Linked DNA regions of Arachis hypogaea: region 2 is linked to region 1. A link is a contact called in public Hi-C data. All regions are on one chromosome and are shown on one strand. Each heading gives the region's core, a stretch centred on a gene start, on an enhancer-like site or on the middle of the called end of the contact. The rest is flanking DNA. Distances are from core to core; before and after follow the strand shown. Region 1 has its middle 15 kb from the start of LOC140179933. Region 2 holds the start of LOC112750876.

The links. A called contact is a pair of places that touch in the nucleus more often than the background predicts.
Region 2: a contact with region 1 is called in a Hi-C map of leaf, with 1.5 times the contacts expected there. The contact joins the promoter of LOC112750876 here to the enhancer-like site in region 1. A contact is called at or near these places in 4 of 8 Hi-C or Micro-C datasets (leaf and an unstated tissue).

Annotation. Positions count from the first base shown.
Region 1 is chr2:91,514,089-91,518,054 of arahy.Tifrunner.gnm2.J5K5, reverse strand. No RefSeq gene overlaps it. Among protein-coding and RNA genes, the nearest start is that of LOC140179933, 15 kb to the left of the region's middle. Within about 2 kb of position 2,039, at least 3 of the 3 cell types and tissues checked have open chromatin away from gene starts, as enhancers often do.
Region 2 is chr2:91,584,961-91,588,926 of arahy.Tifrunner.gnm2.J5K5, reverse strand. It overlaps LOC112750876, which reads right to left and starts at 2,109. Exons shown (of 7, transcript XR_011874164.1): 1 at 1,471-2,109; 2 at 1,199-1,377; 3 at 1,022-1,095; 4 at 588-662; 5 at 275-385. It overlaps LOC140179937 (a long non-coding RNA gene), which reads right to left. Exons shown (of 2, transcript XR_011874115.1): 1 at 3,639-3,966; 2 at 2,987-3,238.

The DNA.
Region 1 (3,966 bases), core at 790-3,289:
AAGTAAATTAGTTTTTCAACCAGTCGCTGTACCTTTCCTTATCTACTAGGTGCACTTTTACTATCTTCAACTTGTGATTAACTTGCATGGCGTATCTATTGGTTTGTAATCCATCATTCCTGTTTCTGCCAGAAGTTAAGATGTACTTTCTTTGGAGATAAAGATTCCTTTGCTGGATTGTAGAACCTCTGTTCCTAAGAAATATTTTAGTCTTCCAAATCCTCATTTCGAAGTTTGTAAATAAGTTCCTTCTCAATTTTTCAATTTCTTCAACATCACTTCCTGTTATGATCATATCATCCACATAGATTATTAGGCAAGTGATTAAATCTTCCCGTTTTTTCAAAAAAAGGTATGATCAGAGTTACTTTGCTTGTACCATACTTTCATGGTATCTGTAAATCTTCCAAACAGCACGTGAGATTGTTTAAGTCATAAAAGCTTCTTTAACAGGAAACTTTATGTTTTCTAAATCCGTTAGAACTGAGAGCTTCCATGTATACTTCTTCTTTCAACTCTCTATGCAAGAAAGTATTCTTGACGTCAAATTGATGATGGCAATTTTCATTTGCTGCTATTGAAAACAACACTGATAGTATTAATTTTGCACGTAAAAATTTATGTATCATAATATCTTGATAATTAAATCTAATCAATATTATTTTTTTTAATAAAAATATTTCACCATCTTTTTTTTGTAGCATAATTGAATAAATTTGATCACAATTCAGAACATTTGATATTTAATTTTTCTTTTTATTGTTCAAAAAAATATAGTCATTGATACTAAAAAAAATTTTGAAAATTCACTTGACAAAAAATTGTCAAATTTTAAGGATAAAAAGATCTTATTTTTTTAATAATGATTGTGAAAATTTGCATCAAAATTTGATCTCTAAATCGTTTTTTAGAATATATATTTAATATCTAACTATTTTGTCGTGCTTTTAAATTTTTCAGATGCTTATTTGTCATTAGCATCTTTAATTAGAGTTTGTTTTGTCAATGATGCGAACTTTCGGATATCATTTTGATAGTTTTTTCTATTATCATTTATCAAATAATATAAAATTTAAATTTTCAATAAATTTATTATATATTTATTAAAAATAAAATTAAAATTTTTACTAATAATAATCTTATTAAAACATATTAGCTAAAATCTAATTTTAACCCCCTTAAAAATGTGCGACATTATTAACTATTCAAAGATTTTGGTTACCAAATATTAGTCTTTGTCATTGAGATTTGAGAATGTGATCAACATGCACATGACTGCATGTGTGTCCACTATACAGCACTCCTCCCACCTCACACCTCACAACACACACTTTTGGAAAAGGACTATGTGGTATAGTGACAACACACACTTTTGGAATATTTTGGATTTTTGAGGGTCTATGCATGGTGATAGATGACAACGATATATATCTGGATGACAGTGTGTATAGTGACATTTCTATTGAATGTGGTACTTTAGTTATCAAGAGATTATGTTGATGGCCGGAATTTTCGGATGATCGTCGGAGTAACTATGAAGTAAAATGAGGACTAACTTTGGCCCCTTTTCTTAGCGTGGTAGAGTAAAACTCAAAGTTCTTTAGAAACTTTTATATAGTTTTTCCTTTATTAACTCACCGACTCTAACAAGAAAAACCCTAATTTTTTTTTTGGTTTGCACCAGGGTATCCATCAGGCCGGAAGCCCAATGACTAATCCCTCGGGTACTGCAGAGGCACACAAAGTGGGCGACCCTCCCAAACAAGCAAGCTCCATTCCCATCCTCCAGTGAGTATCGAACCCGGGAGAGATGGTTAAGGGACACAGACCCTCATCCATCTGTGCCAACTTGCGTTGGTAGAAAAACCCTAATTTCTCAAGTTTTTTCACGCATTTGACCAATTTTTTCTTTTGGTCTTGGCATTTGACCAATTCATCTTGATAAAAATCTATTTTTGGACACAGGTAAAATAATATATCTATTGGGCTTAGACAAACTCTTATCTTGGTTTACAGCCCAATATGATGATAGCCCAACCAAAGAGAAGATCAGTGTACATTGGATGCGTGTTGGTCATGTTTATTATTGAAGCCCAACTTGAACAAAGGTTGAAACATAATGAATATTTGTTCTCGCACTTGTTCACCGAAGAAAAAAAAGTTCTCGCACTTAAAAGAAATCAACAAAAACCTGAAAAATGATTACACTAAAAAATTTATTGAGTTTAGGAAAGAATAACTATTTTTGATAATGACAAAGATTATTTGATTGAATTTGAAAGACCAACGTTTATTTGATGTGTATTTTATTTATGCATGTTCATATTAGAATTTTTTGGTGATAAAAAGGCTAGCACTTCAGCTATTCATATTGGACAAAAATTAAAGAAAAAGCTCGGGTTTTTCTCTTTTTTGTGAGATCCAAGTCTAATTTTTGGGTGTATTCTTGCATCTTAGTGTCTCTACCCTAATCAGATTTTGGGGTTAATTTGAGAGTGAGAGTTTAGCCACCAAAGAAAGAAAGAAGAGGAAAAAACAGAATTTTCGTTTTTATCCAAAGCAGTACATTTCAAATGACAGTTTCTCATTCATTCACCGTTAGATCGGCTTGAAATTTGAACTGTGTTTCCCTCATTTTTTTCTTCATTCTGGTTGGTGAAGATGTTGATTGGAGGTTTGCAGTGGGAGAAATTGGCTTCGCAAGAGAGAAAATAGGTTCCTATTTTTACACAGAGCATCAATCTTTGAACAGCAGTTTCTCATTATTCCACCGTTGGATCAACGTGAAATGTGGACTGCAGATTCTACTCATCTTGTTCTTCATTTTGAACGGTGAAGATTTTAATTGGAGACCTGCAAAGAGAGAAATAGACTTCGAACAACAACTCTATTTTTGGATATTTTTCATCTTCTTGCTTCTCATTTGTAAGCTTTGGTACTTTGATATTTTGGCTAGTTATATGCACGTTTTTGTACTTTGTTTGAGACCCTCTTATACCTCATTTGATTATAGTGGAGCTATTTCATTGGTCTGGACAGCCCATGATTTTTACCTCTCACATTGAAAAGGTTTTCACGTTAAAATGTCAGTGTGTTCTTGTTATTTCTTTACTTGTTATATTTATTTGTTATAGATGCTGCTACATTGTATTATGAGTGCTTTCATATTCTTCTTGTGTTAGATATCTGTGTCATTTCTGCTACTAAGCTCTTTCAAAAGCTACAGCTATTTGAACCAATTTCAACAAATAATATAGTTTAATATTGCTAAAAGTTTTTCCTATATCAGTTCCGGTAAAGCATTTGCAAGAGGGAAGAAAAGTTTCTTTTCATCCATTTAGGACTGGAAGTGAGTCAAGCCAGCTTATGAGCTAGCTCGAGCTCGACTCGTTAATAGCTCAATAAGCTGAGCTCGTGAGCCAGTGAGCCGAGCTTGAGCTTGGAATTGAGCTCATAAATTAAATGAGCTGAGTTTGAGCTATATATATATATATATATATATATATATATATATATATATATATATATATATATATATATATATATATATATAGGTATAAGATTTAATGTTTTAGTTTGTTAAATATATGGATGCATTTTTTTATTTTGTTATATTAAAATTTTAATATTTTAATATAGAACTATAGATTATATTTCTGTTATTTGAGCCAGCTCGTGAGTTTTCGGTGAGCTGAGTTTGAGCTTAAAAAATAGGCTCGATTGTTAATGAGTCGAGTCTTGAGCCAAGCTCAATTTTTGTGAGCCGAGCTTGAGCTTAGTTTAGATCGGCTCAGCTCGACTCACTTCCAGCCCTACATTCATTTGATGGAGAGCAAAGATAAAAATTTAGAGCTAAAGAAAAGATTAAAAATGTTAATTTAACTAGTACAACAAGAATAAGTGTGGCTATCCAAAAAAAAAAAAAAAAAAACAACACACACCCATCACGTTCCTCTGTTATTGTAA
Region 2 (3,966 bases), core at 860-3,359, 71 kb before region 1:
TCATTTTGGCATTACTAGACGATTTTAATTGTCGCAAACACTATATTCCTATGCTTCATATGATGTGTATGTACAACTTAGAGAGAAAGTTTTGAGTAACTATCCTACATTATGACATGGGCTCGGTAAAAAGCTCAAAAAATAATAACAAGCATGCAATATTATTGTTGAACCTTATAGTATATTGGAAAAAAAACATTACCATGCAAACATCAACAACTGGGTGTATGGTATATCAAACCTAATAGTTCAATGCAATTAATATGAAACTTACCTGCAAATACCAATTGGCATATTAGCACAGCAGATATGGATCAGGTATATCAATTAAGAAGATTGAGCGGATTGCAAAACATCACACACAAAACAAATACGTTCTGAATATCTGTCAAAATGCAAAAAGGAGATACATATTAGTCATAATTTTCCTAATCATTTTCTTTTTTAACAAACAGTGGAGAGACCAACAATTCAATTAAATATTCAATTTGTGTTCAAATTTAAGTCTGTCAACTATGTCATCATTACATATAAGTATAATTGATCAATCAATGCATATTTCAAGTAATGAAACGAAATGCGTATACCTCAAATGATGGTGTCCTTTCGACTTATTTTATGTCAATATTGTTGTCTTCGGCACCAGATCAAGTCAAAAGTAACTATAGCAAGTATACCACAAATCACATTAGGCAACTATGAAACCAGCTCTTTTGCTATCAATAAGATCTTTAATTATTGACTGAAAAACTAATTTAAAATACCAATTCGAAAGGGATAAAAATCTAACTATGAAGAGAGATGGATTCTATCCCCAAATGTTCTAATTAGCTCTCGATCACTTTCAACTTAACTGTAAATCAATTACACCCAGGTAAACCCTAAACAGTGGAGAAACCAACAATCCAATAAAACATTCAATTTGTCCTCAGATTCAAGTTTATCAACTATATCATTCCTACATATAAGGAGAACTAATCAATCAATTCATATTTAAAGTAATGAAAGGAAATAAGTATACCTCAGATAATGGTATCCTTTGGACCTTTTTATGCCAATACTGTTGTCCTCTGCACCAGATCAAGTCAAAAGCAACTATAGCAAATATACCACAAATTAAATTAGGAAACTATGAAACCAGCTCTTTTGCAATCGATAAGATCTTTAATTATTGAGTGAAAAAACTAAATTAAATTACCAATTTGAAAGGGCTAAAAATCTAATTATGAACAAAGATGGTCTTTATCCCCCAAAATTTAAAAATATGCTCCCGATCACTTCCAATTCAATTGCAAATCATCTGGACCCAGCTGGTCATCTTGAAATAGTAGCCAAAACCTAATATGTGAAACTCCTTAATCTGTAGAAACAATCACTCTGAGCAAAAAATGATCGGGCACAATTTTAGGAAAACAAGAACCAGGGTATTAAATTGAAAAAATAGAGAAATTCTCAATATGAAGTACTCACCAAAATCGATCTCGCAGATGCTTAGTAGCAGACATCATCTCAGTGCATGATTCCTACTAGCTGCTCACCTTAAACCCAATTTTGATTGGCTTTTTTGGCAGAAACTTAGTCAGGATAAGAGATGGAGCAGGTATGTTATCACCAAATTTATTCCTTCCACAACCACCTTATTGTATTTATTGGTAAGCATAGTAAACACCCCAACGGTTAAGTTATTAATGTGTACAAATGTGAGAAATTGAACGAGAACCCAATTTAATGCACCACCAAGGTCCTTTTAGTAAAAAAAAAATAAGTACAGAGATGTTTGGTTTGAACATCGGAGAGAAATATAAAATAATGATTATGATTTATGTAAAAAAAATTTAAAAAATATTTCCATTTTAACCTGAGTATAATTACATGCTAATAAAATATTTTTGCAATTTCCTTTTTAATATCCCCATCTTAGGTTAATACCATGAGAAGAATTTTGTCCATTAATGTGTGAAATTGAGTCGTTTCTTGAAGAAGAATAAAAGACCATGCATCAAATCCATAGCGCTCATGAATTTTGTGTGGAGTATTGGTGTTTCATATCACTGCATGTTTGATAACCAATACTAATTAGTTTGACCCAAATTTTTTACTTTTATTTTCAATTAGAACAAAAAATAGAACAATAGTCTTATGGTCATGCCATCAAGTATTGATGATTAATTCCTCAACTACCAACTTACTTTTGAATTCTCCATCAGTCTTATGTCCGTGCCATCCACTTGGATGATAAGATGGTCTTTGATTTGGTTGAAAGTGGAAATATCTCATTGACATTTGGTTCATTTAGGAAGGTACTCTTCGTTAATAATGAATTCTCATTTCTTGCAAATCCTTTCATGAATTTTTGGAGGCTTTTCGACCGCATCCAATTGTTTATATTCTATAACTATCTGTAAAATTGTCTTCGGGTTTTTCTACATGTAAGGGAGTTAAACAATTTCGACAAGCTTTGGATATTTCATCACAATGTGTGCTTGCACAGTATGGACTTGCTTTTGGGACTCCTTTGTTTAGCAAAAGATTGCATGAACTTGGGACCATTTAAGTGGGGGCTTCTTTGTTAGAGGTTTGTTTTATAGAAATTGTTTGGATGTTGTGGCCAAGGTTGCGAGAACCGGACCGGTCAATGAACCGGTAAAGCAACTGGTTCACTGGTTCAATAGTCCGATCGGGGTTCAACCGGAGTTCAATCGGAGTTCAACCAGTTTAATTAAATATTAAATAAAATTATTAAAAATTAATATATGTAATGCTTGATCACTATCTAGTTGTTCTATCTTCAAAAATAAAAATTTCTAATTAGTAACAACTACAATTTACAAACACAAATTTACACAAATTAAATATTGATTGTTGAACAGATTTACAGAATTTCTAATCACATCAAGAAGCAAAGAATACACGCAGCACCAAAAGTTCAAAACAGAAAATTATCAATTACATTCGGCATCAAAAGTTCAAAAAACAAATTCAGAAATTAGAATCCAAACAATTAGACAATTAAATCAACAATTAACAAGCAACAAAATTATTTTAAAAGAATGAATTCAAATTGAAAAGAAAAGTGAACCTGAACAAAATCACTAAATGAAGTCAATCAAAATACAATGGTTCTCAACAAGCAACTAGAGAGGGCTAATTCCATAATTTCTAGCCTTGAAGATGCCCACAGAATTATGTTGTAGTTGCTGATCATGGCTGTTCCATCTAAATTCAAAATGACAGCAATCTAGAATCCAGAAAATATATCAATCCATATAACTCATACGACATTTATTCAACATAATTAACAGAGTAGAATTGAATTTAAATTTTAAACCCCAAATTTCAACAGAGCAGAAATAAACAAAACTCAATATAGCCAAATCCAACATAGCAGAATTGAATTTATATACCAAAATTCAAAATAAACAAAATTGAAAAACAAAACAAGAATAATTAACAAAATAAAAATTAATTGAAAAATAGAACAAGAACCCATGAACAAGAACTCAGAAGATGGAAAAGATTTGAAAAACAGAACAAGAACCATGAACTCAAATCTGTCCAATTCATACAGTTTTATCACCAAATAAATGAAATTAATTGAAAGAAGGAAAAGATTGAAGTACTGACTACTGAGTACTCACCGCGGGACGGCGACCTTCGACCCGGATGCCACAGTGACCTTCGACCCACGACGGTGATGCTTTGCTCCCGCGTTTGTTGGAGGTGACGGTGGTGTTTGTACTTTGGAGGAAGAAGGTTGAAGAGAGACTGAGAAAGTTAGGGTTGAAAGGCAGAGTATTACCGGTGGCGAGTAAGGGCGACGATGGGTGGCTATGTGACGGTGGGTTTGCCCGTGGTGGCTATGGTGTCTCTTGTGAGAGTGTGAGAGTTGAGAGTTAAGAGTTGAGAGTTGAGACTGAGATTAGGATTAGGGTTGTACGTTTAGCACTTTAGCTTCTCTCTCTCTCT